2 separate regions of the Mus musculus genome follow, and region 2 is linked to region 1. A link is a contact called in public HiChIP or PLAC-seq data. All regions are on one chromosome and are shown on one strand. The core of a region is the stretch at or near the end of the contact, and the rest is flanking DNA. Distances in the headings are between cores, read along the strand shown.

Region 1 (7,225 bases), core at 1,356-3,855:
GAAGCCAAACCCAGGTGAACAAACAGACACTTCTCTTCTTCTTCTTCTTCTTCTTCTTCTTCTTCTTCTTCTTCTTCTTCTTCTTCTTCTTCTTCTTCTTCTTCTTCTTCTTCTTCTTCTTCTTCTTCTTCTTCTTCTTCTTTTTTGTTCTTCCGAGACAGGGTTTCTCTGTGTAGCCCTGGCTGTCTTGGAACTCACTCTGTAGACCAGGCTGGCCTTGAACTCAGAAATCCGCCTGCCTCTGCCTCCCAAGTGCCGGGATTAAAGGCATGCGCCACCACTGTTCAGCAAGCAGACACTTCTTTTAACTGCTGATCCACCACTCCAGCCCCACATCAAATGTTGAGTGGTCAAGTCCCCTGCTTGGCCAAAATACCAGGGACTTTGTGTCCAAGGCTTTGTGGTGAGACATGCCATATATGTACAGGCAAAGTGTTCTGAGGAGAGGAGCATCCCTCCAGAGAGAACCTTGAGGTCAAGGTGAGGCTGAGGATGGTGTGGCTGCCATTTTATGTTGAGTGGGACTGATATGGTAGGTTGCCAGGGTTGGGGTAGAAAGACGGAAGACGGGATTGGGTAATTAGGATCTGGTGTGTGATATAAAGGACATGGGAGCTCTAAAGTCAAAATCTGGGGCAGGATCCGGCACTTCTCTGGCCTTAACCCAGTTTCTCCACTGATGGATGGCCAACCTCTACCCACTTGAGCCATGATGTACAGCAAAGCGTGGTCCCAGCATCTCTAGTGGGCGGAGACCAGGCTTCCTAGGAAACAAGTCTCAGGCCTGCCAAGTGACTCATGCGGTATGGTCATGCCTGGTGTATGCAGAGCCACTCAGAAGGTCCAGAGGTGGGGCTGCACATGACGGAGGGGAATGCTAGCAGCAGCTGAACATCTGTCTAACTCAGCAGCCAGCTGAGCAGTAGAACTTGGGATGGCCCCTGTCCTATCCCACTGAACAGCCAGGAACAGCTGTGGAGCAGTCTTCTCTGAGGAGAAAACATTCCTTCCGGTAGGGGGGCTCCTCAGGCAGAGAGGTAAACAGCCCAAAACAAGAGCTTCAAGAGCTCCCTGAAACTGAGCGGATTCCCCAGGCCCCTTCCTGCCGGCCTCAGCAGAACCCAGCTGCAAGAAGACTCTTAGACAAGTAGAGTTGCCTGCTGGTTAGACTAACTGATGCCCCGGGAAAGGAGACTCTCCATCCAACCTGTCACACTGTCTGTAGACCATGCGGCGGGCTCCAGGTTCCCAGTTTTGTGAGCTGTCATCCATGCTAGGGGGTGGACTTTGGCAACACAGCTGTCTGTGAGTCATTTCTGTTTCTGTAAGTTAACTCTTCACCCATATTCTTGTAAATAACCCTAATAAAGCTTACTGGGTCACCAAGCTGGACTTGGGTGATATCTGTAATTGGATCTCTCGTGGGTTCCTAAACTGGGGTGAGTAAACGTGTGTGTTGTATCTCCTCAGGAAAAGTTGGTCACACAACAACAGCTAACCCAGCTAGCTGGGACCATGGGCAGCCTGTGACCAGAGCAATAGGGCCCTGTTCTGAGTCCAGTTCCTGCCCGAGCTTTCAGAGGGAACACGACCATGCAGGCTTTGAACTCCCAAGCCCTTGTGGGCCTACCTTCTACAGTGCAGTCCCTGCTCCTGTTTCTCCTATTCTGCTGCTTAGGGAGCTTGTGTCAAGTGCCCAGCTTCAGATGAATGAATGAATGCATAGTGGGAGGAACCTAAGAGCAGGAGCCCTGCCTCGCAAGCATCTTTCCTCCCATTAGCCCCATAGCATTCTATCTGGACCACTGGACTCCCCTGTGTGAGCTTGGCTACCCGTCCCCACAGTCAGCTGGTCCCAGGATCCCAATCTAAGGAGTGTAGACTTGAAATAAGTCAGGGGAACAGGGATTCCTGGATCCCATGGTTAGGGCAATCCTGATCTGTGCCTGTGTCCACAATGTAACAATGGAGGGAGACCCTGTCTCTAGAAAGGGTCTCTAGTCTGTTCAGGTTGGACACTGGAATTCATGATCTCTTTCTTTACAAGTTCCTAGTTCTTGCATGCCCACCCTGGCTTCTCCTCAAGTCACAGGCTGCTTCTTTACCACCCTAGAGGACTCGTGTCCCAGCTTCAGCTTCCAGACTTTTCTATCTAGTAGGCATACCGGTACTACTTTGTAGTTAGGGGAAATGACACACAAAGACCAAGTGTCAGGTACACCGTATTTGCACCAACACACGTATTTATCTAAAATATCGGTGTTATCGTGGCACTGCCGGGCAAAGGTGACAGTGAGGTGACAGCCTCTATTGGCACTTGATCTTCACAACCAGCTCTGCAAAGTTCTTAGTGAGATGTGATATTGTCTCTTCTGGTGATGGGGAAAGAGGGCGTTCCCATCTTGCATTTTCCGCGTCCTCCAGCAGAGGGGCGGCGGCGGGCTAAGCGTCCGGCTAAACAGCGGGCTTTGATGCCCCGGGTGCGCGCGGCAGCGGGGAGGGGGGCAGGAGGCGGGCCGCCGGAGGGGCGGGGTGTGTCCGGCCGCGAGGTCCCTCCGCCCCTGGGTCCCGTCGCCACACGCTGCCGAAGGTCTGGACCAGACGACTTTTCCTCCCTGTTGTCCCTGGCCTTGTCCGGAGTCGGGCTCATACCATGTCGGTCGCACTCAGCAACAGGTTCCAAGGTAGGCGCCTGCTGTCCCCGCGCTATCCCGCGCCGGACGTCCCTGGGTCGCCACCTGTGTGCGCTGTGCGGCGCGCGCGGGAACTCGGAGGGGGCGCGTGGCCCGGTTGGTACCCTAGCTTCCCCGCCGACTCTTTGTCTCCCGCAGGAGGGAAGGCGTTCGGTTTGCTCAAAGCCCGGCAGGAGAAGAGGCTCGAGGAGATCAATCGGGTAAGCCGCGTCACTGTGTGGGACAGCGTGTGGGTCCCATGTGCCGCACTGTGCCACCCCTTCCCCCCAGACAAAATCAGCCCCTTCCTCCCCTACCCCTGGCCTTCTGCAATTGCATCCCTGGCCCCTGCTGTGTGGCCTCCAACTCCAGGTAAGTCCATTCCACCCCTTAGTTCTCTGCCTGGCGTCTCCAGTTGCAAGTTGTAACTCTCGACCAGGGAGGTGGGGCGGGTGAGGGAGCCGGCTGGGGACCACCTAAGGGGTTTGGCGCCAGGAGAGACCCCAGGGCCAGTGCTGTCTCCATAGACCCGCAGAACTTAACACTAGGAGCTGGCTAATGCTGGCATTTCCTTGTTGCCTCCCACCTCCAACTCTAACACACAGCTCTTTGCACCAGCTTTTAGAAAAGTTGCCCAAGGGACTGTTTTTTTCTTCTATGCTGGTCCTGGTCCTGGGGAAGTTCTAGAAAGAAATCCTTCCGCTGCTGCCAGAGACACAATAGCAGCTCCGTACGTTTGCTACTGAGCGTGTAGATCCCAGGAGATAAGAAACGGTGTCAGGGCCTCCTGGATTGGCAAAGCACAGAGGTGGCACAGCCTGAGGCTTTAGGGTTCCCAGGATCTGTGTTCAGATGTGACTGGTGTCTCAGTAAGAGCTTCTCGCTTCCTGCAGGGTCACTTTGTGGGCTCAGGAAAGTAAGGAGCCTACATCTTCTGGGGTCCAGCGCTAGGGAGACAGCCCGCGAAGTTAGTTTCTCTCTCTCTCTCTCTCTCTCTCTCTCTCTCTCTCTCTCTCTCTCTCTCTTTCTCTCTCTCTCTTTTCCTCTACAGTGGAGACTGAACTTAAGATTTTCTCCATGCTAGACACTCTACCCTAGAGTTATTAGTACATTGGGGCTGAGGTATGCCAATTGATATAAGGGGAGGCATTTCTTCTTATTTGCCCCTTTGGTCCCTGGACACCCAGAGTGACAAACTCCAGGCCCCTGTCGAGGAGCTAGCTGGTAGGGTTAGCACACTAGAGGTAACTGGAGGTCGTTGGAGATGCCAGGGCTGTGGTCCTGTTGAAGTGTTTCGACCTAATTCCTTTATTTCCATGGACTGTCTAGACCCAGATAGGTGTCTCTTCCCGTCCACCAGCTCCAGGAGTCCCTGTAGGGCTCTGGGGCCTCTTACTAGGACCCTTCCCTTTTCCCTTGGGGCTTGTCATAGAGCATGGTCTTGGGGGACCCGTGTGCATATAGCTGGGCTCAGATCCCAGGCCTGATGGACTTCTCCAAGACGCCTCAGTGCTACCCCAGCCTTGGCTGCTTTTGCTTTCTGGACAGGAACCTGGGACCCTGACCTCATACAGCCCCCGGGGCCATTTTGTTAGGAAGGTTCTGAGCTAGCTGGCTCCACCCACAGCCAATGGGACCCTAAGCCAGAGACAGCTGGATATGGACATTAATTAGATGACCTTAGTAGAAGAGTCAGAAGAGTGGAGATTTGGGGCTTTCTGTTCTTGGGGACGTACGCAGGTGAAGGCTTGGGATGAGAGCTGTTGGAACAGGTGGCTCAAAAAGGGGCGTGGCAGTACTGATGCTGCAGAAAGTGGGCTAGGGGGAGCTGTGATCTAACCACTGCAGGTCTTCAAACACCCAGAGAGGGCAAGCAGCTGAGCCAAGGCCACACGGGAGCCACTGCTGCAGCTTGCTCTTTTCTGTGCTGTGGATGCTGTTTTGAGATCTTCCACGTGAGCTTGAGCTGCCATTGGGCCGGAGTATAATCCAGAGCGTAGGTCCCTAGGGGAGTAAGCTGGACCATGCAGCTGCTCCCGCATCACAGCAGGCCATGGTGACTACACTGGCATTAGAGCCAGGAGGCAGGCAGCCAAGCACTGGCTCTGTGAGTTCCATCGACCTGCTTCCTTCACCCCTCTGAGCCTCCTTTGCCAGCAAGAGATAATAGTAGTGATTTTTTTTTAAAAGCCAGACGCTGTGTGTGAAACGCACAGAGTTGGCGGCTGTCATGAGCATCGTCATTTGTTTGTGTGAGGGTTTCAGGTATAGGGAGTAGGCGTGGAGGTGTGCCAGGGACATACCAGCTGGGCATGCCCCTTTGGAGGACGGTAGACTCAGAGTGGCTCCACTTGAAGGTCCCAGCCTGGTTGACCCATGGCCATGGCTGTAATGACAGATCCAATTGTCTTCCATCGGAGTACACCTTCTCTGCCCTACCTGGTGTGTGAATTCTAGGGTGATGGGCTAGGCTGGGCTGAGCAGTGCCTGCTGTCCCCATAGAGGCAGGAAACCATACAGGACATGACTTTGTGACTCACTGCATGGGGGTTTTGTGACCAGCCACCTGTTGTGCCCATGAGCATGGAAACCACCGGCTGCTGTCTGGCCCAGCTCTGGGAAGACTTTCTGGACCAATACTCCAATTCTCCTTGGGGCTTTCCCTCTCCTGTGAGGAGGCTGTTTGTGAGCAGCAAGGTCGCTTAATCTTAGCCATTGCTATCATAAGAGAGACAAAGTTGAATCCTCTGGTGGAGCTGGAGGACCCTGAGGGGGAAAGGAGGCAGGAGGGCTGCACATACTACAGCTTTTTAGGGGTTCATTCTAGTTTCTTCTTTATAAATTGTTTTTTAAAAATCCCATTATGCTATTCATGTATACGTGTGTGTGTGTGTGTGTGTGTGTGTGTGTGTGTGTGTGTGTGACACAACACAGGCTGTATGTGAAGGTATGTTTGCAGGAACTGGTTTCCCCCTTCTATCGTGGGTCCCAGGGACTGAACTCAGATCAGCAGGTTTAGCAGGCAGGTCCCTTAACCTCTTAAGCCATCTCAAGAGCCCCATTTTGGTTTCTACGATTATTTTCTGGCCCCTTGTGGGTGCTGGTTCTGCACCAGGCATGCTGAATGCTCCCCGTTAACATTGTGGGGTGTAAGTACTGTTATTCCCATTTCACAGACTAGCCGGCTCAGGGAAGTTGAGTTAATTGCCTGAGGTTAAACAGCCACAATTTACCCAGAGGTGGTGGTGAATGCTTGTCATCAAAGCAGCGTAGGAGGCTTGAGCAGGAGAGGTTGTGAGTTCCAAGGCCTGCCTGGGCTACAGAGGGAAACCTTGAATCAAACCAAACAAGACGAGGAGCCAGCCACAGTGGGACTCAGATTTCATATGTGTACGTGTTTGCTTCAGCGCTGTGCTTCAGTGGCCCCTTTCGTGGACACCCAGCCCCCCTCCCACACTGTGTGGTGTGTATGTGTCAGCACCACTGGAGCAAACTGGACCAGGCAAGTGCCTCCTACTCCCTCCACATAGCTGGCATTCCCCACGCCCTGATGGCATGGTAGGTGACCCCAGGCCAGCCAGGCCCAGCCTTATATGGCAATAGAAGAAATTTCCTCTATCTTCCCATAGGAACCGAGAGAAGCTGCGGGGCTGGGCTGGCTACCCCTCGGAGTGCTTGTGGCCTGGGGCTGGGGGGTGGGCTACAGCTTGAGCCTGTGACTGGCTGGGATCTTTGCACACACAAGGATGTGAGCATGATGATGCTCCATGCCTGGTGCTCACTATGCATCGGCTCACAGATTCGCCTCAATGGAGCACTCTATCACGCTTGTGCCAGGCATGCAGAGAGAACCCTGAATGTCCTTCAGGGGCAAGGATGATAATACCCATCATAATGACGAGGAAATGGCCTCCCCAGACTACTCGGCCAAGGAAAGAGCAGAGGCAGGATTCAGATGAGGTCTGTCTGACTCCAGACATCACCCGTGGCCTGCTCTGGCCTTAGTCCACCAGGCAGCTGCAGCCTTGTAGTGACCCAGGCCTTCCTTGCTTATGTAGGATAAGGATCTCTGGCTATTGTCCCCATGTCTCAGCCCTCTTGGGTCAAATGAAGGTCACTTGTATTCTCTGTCCCGTTTAGGTGCCCAATGGTTATCTCAGTGCTCCTTTGCCACCTGGGAAGGGGGCTGGGATGTTGGAAGATCTCTGTCCAGAGTGACTATGTTTCCTGCCTTCTCTCTCAGCCACATGGGGCCTTTGAGACTTGACCCAGGAGACTATGCCGGTGTGCCTTTCCCTGTGTCCCTGGCAGTACTGCTCTGTCCTTGCCTGTTGGCATTGAGGACACCCGTCTCTCTTGCTCTCCCCTTAATATATTATAAAGGAGATGGTGATAAGGGGTCACGTGGGCCTCTGGGGATTCAGTGTCCCCTGCAGGTCTGGCCAGTTGTGACCTTGCTGTGGCTATGTCACGGGCAGCTGGAGATGGAATTTCTGTGAGGTCTGCTTTATGCGTGTGGTCACTGGGTGTATTTCTTTAGCTGCCCCATCTAC
Region 2 (6,501 bases), core at 2,171-4,670, 160 kb before region 1:
TGGAAAGCATTGGGCGTCTAAGATTCAGCAAGGAGGGGAGGATTGTTTGAAACCCTTCAAGAGAGGGCAGCAAGGCCACTCAGTAGGTAAAGTCTGAGCCTGACACCTCCAGGGCTCTCTTAACCCACATGGTAAGAGAGATCTGATTCCCACCACACGTGTGCCATGACACACACTCTTCACACAGCACAAACAAATATATGTAAAAATCAGGACATTAAAGAAGGTGGGGGTTACACAGCTGGAAGGCCCCATTGACGGGCAGTGCTGCAGCTGTGCATAGCAGGAAGTCCTCCAGAGGAGGATCTGTTCTGGTGTTTTCTCTTAAGACCTCAGCAAGTTTCTGAGAACCTCCTTAGTGTATGCACCATGGTTGGTAAAGAGCACTAGGGTCTGTTGGGTGGGTACGTAGGTAATCCTGCATGGCACCTGACCAGAACAGGGCAGGGCACTCACTCTGGAGGTGTGTTAACTCAACACACACACATGCAGCTTGCTAAATAAACTGCCCCCACGCGGCCTAGCCCTGCAGGAGTGAGGCTCTGCCGTCTGCTATCCATTTCTCAGTGAGAGGCGTAAAGGATTTTGGCTCTTGACCTCCTTGGCAGAGTTGAGAACCACACAACTTACAGAAATGGTCAGTTGCTGAGTTAGTGTAGCCTAGTGCTCTGAGTGTGCGATGTACAGGTCGATACAGCAGCTCCTTCACTCGTGGTACTGAGAGACGCGCGAGCACTAAGGCATCGGCACTAAAGCTGTGGGTGCTGGAGCCCTGAACCAGGACTCAAACCCAGGCACCCAGCTCCCAAGCCCAGCTCTTCACCATCTCCCTCCTTTACAGTCTTACCTCTCAGACCCCATGAAAATAAACATAAGCCTCAGTTCTGCCCCTTAGGAAAACCTTCCTCCACATCCTGTGTGTCAGTGGTTCTCAGCCTTCCTAATGCTGCAGTCCTCAACACAGTTCCTCACGCTGTGGTGACCCCATATACAGTTACTTCATTGCTACTTCAAAGCTGTAATTTCGCTATTGTTATAAAGTGTAAATATCTGATATGCAGGATATTTGATATGTGACTCCAAAGGGATTGCAACCCACAGGTTTAGAAAGACTGCTTCGTGGACTCCCCTTGCTGTGAAACTCCTCTCAAGAGAGTCCTGCTGGCCTTCAACGACCTCCCAGAGCATTGCTTCCTCCCATCCTTAGCCAGCAGGGGGCGCATGGCCTGCTTGTGTAAGGCACTCGCTTCCCAGTGCCCGTGAGAAGACAGTATTCATTAGAAAACCTTCCAAAAGAGCCATGTGCTTGTTCCATCCCTACGGCCAGAGGTAACAGCCACTGCAATTGGAGTGTGTCCCCAATCCCTGCTGGCCAGTCACTGAAAACAAGTCTAGAGGCTGAGGATGTGGCCTGGCTCACAGTACTTGTCTAGTATGCACAGAGCCTGGGATTTGATCACTAGCATGGTCTACAGCTGGAATCTCATCTCTTGGAGGGTGGAGGCAGGGGGAGCAGGAGTTTGAGGTCATCACGTGAGCCCTTGCCTATAAAAGGAAAGACAGAAGAAAAGAAAGATTCACAGAAGAGTGGGGTGAGGGTTGTAGGTCATTAAGTTGCCAGGGTCTCACACAGCAGCAAAGCCAGGTCAGCATAACTGACAAGCCATCCTCTTAGCCTCCCTATAGCACTGACTCAAAGTTCCTGCTGTCTCCCACAAGGATGGAGCCATGCAGGCCCCGTGAAGGGAGCGGTTGAGCCTTCTTTTCCCGACAAGCATAAGCACGAGGACTAAGGAGAGAAAGGAAAATCCTCCCAGTGTTTCTTCCACCTGAGCCTTCACAGTTCTGTTTGACTGTGTAAAAGGAAAATGTCTTCAGAAGGACGCCATGAGTTAAAAAATAAGCAGAGGGACCTCAGGACCTCACAGATTACAACGAGGAGCTTGTTTGGGGTTTTTTTGTGTGTTTTGTTTTGTTTTGTTTTGTTTTTTCGAGACAGGGTTTCTCTGTATAGCCCTGGCTGTCTTGGAACTCACTTTGTAGACCAGACTGGCCTCAAACTCAGAAATCTGCCTGCCTCTGCCTCCTGAGTGCTGGGATTAAAGGTGTGCGCCACCATGCCCGGCTGTTTTTGTTTTTTAAAGATTTGTTTGTATATTATGAGTGCTCTTACCTGCATGATAGAAGAGGCCATCAGATCCCATTACAGAAGGCTGTGAGCCACCATGTGGCTGCAGGGAATTGAACTCAGAACCTCTGGAGGAGCAGTCAGTGCTCTTAACTGCTGAGCCACCTCTCCAGCTCCCTGGTCTTTTAGTTTGTCTTTTAAATTTCGATATTTAAAAACATTAGGTTACAGTTTAAATGATTAATTGAATCATGTCTAATTCCAGCAGGGGGAGACAAACTCACACTTTTTTGTGAAAGGAAAAAGACCCCACAATTGCCCCATAGGCGATGTGTGTGTGTGTGTGTGTGTGTGTGTGTGTGTGTGTGTGTGATGGAGACAGACATGCAGATAGACAGGAAGGAATGATTGCACAGGGTGTGAGTACATGTGTGAGAGGCGGTGGGGATCTGCAGTCAAAGCAAGAAGATGCTTTTAAATAATTCTGCCTTGAGATCATTGGTCTTCTGGATCAGGGTACGTGGCTCCACAACAGCTGAGATTTCTGATGATGAGCCTGTGAGGTGCACTGCTATAGAACAGAAAGGTTTAGATGTTAGACAGTATCACTGGAGAGCAGTTGTGTCAAAGCCAGTTGTATTGTGCAGCATTGGCTCCTGGCTCTGGCAGGTATCCATGGTGTGTCACCGGGTACTTCAGAGTGCTGCACACTAGAGCCAGACTCGCTTTTGGGAAGCTGAGGAACAGAAGAGACTTGAAGAGCCCAGCAGCCAGTGGTGGGCGGCATGGGATGAATGTCCTCCGCACAGCTGGGCAGCAGCAGCCGCATGCTGTGGTACATGAGAGCAGCCCATGCTGTTAAAGAACAGTAGACAGCATCTCCATAGTCTTTTAGAACCCATGTTTGGTGATAACACGTCATCACGCTGGCTCTGGTCGTGATTTGCTTCTCATTGTGGCTGACCAAAGCGGAAAAGCACCAAGAACAAAAGCACACTTAGCATGAGGTCTGATGAGGCTCTCTGCCCAGGGAAGCTGATTTTCATGAAACCTCTTCCGTACCACACAGGCAGACTCCCTGCAGACACCACATGTGGCCTACTGTCCTTGCCTCCAGAGCCTTGTTCTTGCAGCTAGGGAGACCCTGCCACTCACTGTTGCTGCTTCCTGCTTGTGGGAGTTGATTCAAAGCAACAGTGGCTTAGGTTTAAGGAGGCCGAGGAGTACAGACCACAGCCCTTCAGACTCAGCCTGGAAAGGGTCCATCTCTGGCCCTGTGTTGTGTGACCTACACAGATGGTTCTCTGCGTGCTCAGAGAGCTGCTGGTAAGACTGATTTAGAATCTGGGTGATTGACCCCCTAGTCAGTGATGATTGCTTCATTAGGTGCTCATGGCAGTGCATAACTAAGTAGCTCAGGGTCTATCTGACCTGTGAGGCACTCTGGAAAGTGGATCTCTCAAGCCAGCTGCATTTCAGATTCTTCACACTGTTTCCTCTTTTAATGTTAAGGGTGTTGGGTCAGGAAGCAAACAGTACTTGTAAAAATAGTTCTAAGACCCCACAGAAGGTCCACAGCAATACCAGGCCACTCTGACCTATGGCCCATTGACTCACTGGGCCAGACAGGATACCTGACAGGAACATCTGAAGGGAGAAAAGATCCAACTTGGCTCATGGTGTCAAAGCTTTCAGTCCACCACTGCAGAAAGCATGGCAGAGCGGCTGTTCTTTGGTGGCAGGAGTGTGTGACACAGTTGTTCCCATGATTGTAGCCCAGGAAGAGAACCAGAGACTGGGTCTGACCTTTCGAGACCTGCCTGTAATGAGAACTCCTCCCAAGCAAGCCCTAGCTCCTGAGGGTTCCACAGCCTCCCACAATTGCTCCGTCAGCTTGGGGGCAGCTGTTCACAACATGAGCCCTGGGTGAGAATTTGCCCCACAGGAGTCTTCACATCACCAGGACAAGACTCCTTGAGCCTCTCAAGGGCAGTGTATCCAGTGCTCATCAGAGGCAGTGGCCTAGACTGAGGGGAGGTTGTCACTGCCTTAGCCCTTGAAGCTGTCTTCCCTCCTAGGCACTTCCTTGCTAAACAGATCTCATGCATCTGAACTTCCCTTCTGCAGGAGGACACCATGGAGGTGGAGGAGTTCCTGAAGGAAGCGGCGGTGATGAAGGAGATCAAACACCCTAACCTGGTGCAGCTGCTAGGTAACCAAGCACGGACTCAGAAGAGGAGCCGCCACTGCTGGCTCTGCAGGGCTCTGCTCCAAATGTCTGGCTGAGTGGGCACCCCTTCCTGATAAAAGAGAACTGAGTGTTTCAGGGCGTGTGGGGAGGTCAGACTAACCATGCTTTGTCTGCTCAGTTCTTCATGTGGGGTCTGGGGTCAGGCCTGCGTGGCAAGTGCTTTTATCCACTGAGCCCTCCTACCAGGCCAGGACCCCTTTTAGTGCCAGACTTTCCTAGGGCTCCTTTCCCTGAGCCACATGCTGAAGCCTCTGTGTCTGTTGTCAGGGGTGTGTACCCGGGAACCACCATTCTACATAATCACTGAGTTCATGACCTATGGGAACCTGCTGGACTACCTGAGGGAGTGTAACCGGCAGGAGGTGAGCGCCGTGGTACTGCTCTACATGGCCACACAGATCTCATCAGCCATGGAGTACTTGGAGAAGAAGAACTTCATCCACAGGTAGGGCTGGGTAAAGCAGAGGACCCAGCTGTGCGGTCTTAGGGCTCAGCCCCAGCCTTGGTCCTGGCAGACACAAGTGCCTGACGTAAGCGCTGCTTGCGGGACTAAATGCTTCAAGGCCTGGGCCAGTGGAGCAGCTAATCCCTGGGGAAAGAAGTGTTTCATTTCTGAGCCACTTCGGATTTAGTTGAATATTAAATGAAATTCGTAAAAGGCCTTCTTCCTGATAGTCTTGGTTCCCTCTGAAACCGAGCATTCCTGAGGCCAGCACTCACTCGGTAAAGCCTCTCTCTGCCTGGGCTTAGCTTCATTGTGTGGCTTTTCCTCCTTTTCTTTGTGTTTCCTTGCCTACCAGCTGTCACCGGGTTTAGGGATGTTTCCATGGCTGGAGAATTATATACATGCAAGCCGGTTGCTGTTTTTAAAACCCAGAGTGTTTTGACCTTCAAGTGTGCCACAATTATCTGGGTTTGCATGCTTTGCTGGTGGAAGTGGCTTCCTAGCAGAGTGACAACCTGTGCAGGAGGGAGCCTGATGGGCTTGGCCCAACTCCGTCATGCAAGATGTTCTCCACGCCACTGTGGTGACCTTTCCTACCCAATTAACTCAAGTGTGAAACCTCAACATGAGATTTCATAGCCAGGAATAAGTAGCGTGTATGAAATGCTGGCAGCCCCTCGGAAGACAGATCTTTTTCTGCTCCACGAGAGCCCAATCCAAATGCTCCTGTCGCTCAGCAAAGTGTAGCCTCTGATGCTGCAAATTGAGATTTCCTGACTTCTGGCTCGCCTTGCATGGCCAGCTCCGTTCCCCCTCCATTCACATACTAAAAATGCCTTACCAAAAATCCTATTAGGCACAACTCTTGTGTGTTTAATTTTTCTCTCATTGCTGGTGATCAAGCTGTATCACGCAGTCGTTGCCCTGAGCTGCCTCATACTCTCATTCCTTGGTTCCCAGTTACCTCAGGACTTCATGGTTAACAGCCATGAACCAAAGATTAGACCCTTCCTCCCGTGAAGATTCAGGAGGTGATTATATGGGAGAGTTTCTCAAACACTTGAGTCAACATCAGGAAGCAAGAAGAAAGTAGGGATATCACATACAGCTGCCCAAGGCACACCCTGTTACTGTCGTCATTTTATATGTGAGGTAATTAACAACTCCAGGTCATGGGACAGGACCTGCCCCCATTGCCACCCTGTCTGCTTGTGGTGTTGCTGCTGTAGCCCGACTGGTATTTGCTGAGGAACTGTTGCTCCACAGCAGGGTATTTGAAAGCTTCTGGGGACTACACTTGGTCTTCTTTTGTCAGCGTCATACCTGTCAATAGTAGGGGAGCTACACACCTAGGGAGTCAGCCAGGAGCACCCACAGATGACCCTTTTTCTTCCTCAGAGACCTTGCTGCCCGGAACTGCCTGGTAGGGGAAAACCACTTGGTGAAGGTGGCTGATTTTGGCCTGAGCAGGTTGATGACAGGGGACACCTACACGGCCCATGCTGGAGCCAAATTCCCCATCAAATGGACCGCACCTGAGAGCCTGGCCTACAACAAGTTCTCCATCAAGTCGGACGTGTGGGGTAAGGTCCAGGTCCTGGGCAGTCATGGCCAGGGGCTTCCCCTTCTGCTTCGCAGGCTCTTTACTGCTATACCTCGTCTCTCCTCCACCACTAT

The links. HiChIP or PLAC-seq counts read pairs in DNA pulled down with a chosen protein or histone mark.
Region 2: a contact with region 1 is called in an H3K27ac HiChIP or PLAC-seq map of VIP interneurons, with 4 times the contacts expected there. The contact joins the enhancer-like site here to the promoter of Aif1l in region 1. A contact is called at or near these places in 7 of 39 promoter capture datasets (HPC-7-derived erythroid cells, the SN4741 cell line, cranial neural crest and 3 more), 3 of 115 datasets of contacts at active chromatin or transcription factors (VIP interneurons, neural tube and pancreatic cancer cells) and 4 of 9 other capture datasets (adipose tissue, embryonic stem cells, liver and 1 more).

What each region holds. Positions count from the first base shown.
Region 1 is chr2:31,947,698-31,954,922 of GRCm38.p6, forward strand. It overlaps Aif1l (allograft inflammatory factor 1-like), which reads left to right and starts at 2,606. Exons shown (of 6, transcript NM_145144.1): 1 at 2,606-2,684; 2 at 2,832-2,893. The coding sequence starts at 2,654. It overlaps Lamc3 (laminin gamma 3), which reads left to right. Exons shown (of 28, transcript NM_011836.4): 28 at 1-1,386.
Region 2 is chr2:31,786,016-31,792,516 of GRCm38.p6, forward strand. Abl1 (c-abl oncogene 1, non-receptor tyrosine kinase) reads left to right here. Exons shown (of 11, transcript NM_009594.4): 5 at 4,256-4,340; 6 at 4,647-4,824; 7 at 6,223-6,407. Among named protein-coding and RNA genes, the nearest start is that of Qrfp, 21 kb to the right of the region's middle. Within about 2 kb of position 3,421, at least 7 of the 459 cell types and tissues checked have an H3K27ac peak or open chromatin away from gene starts, as enhancers often do. A contact at or near this core is called in VIP interneurons and pancreatic islet, where this site is marked.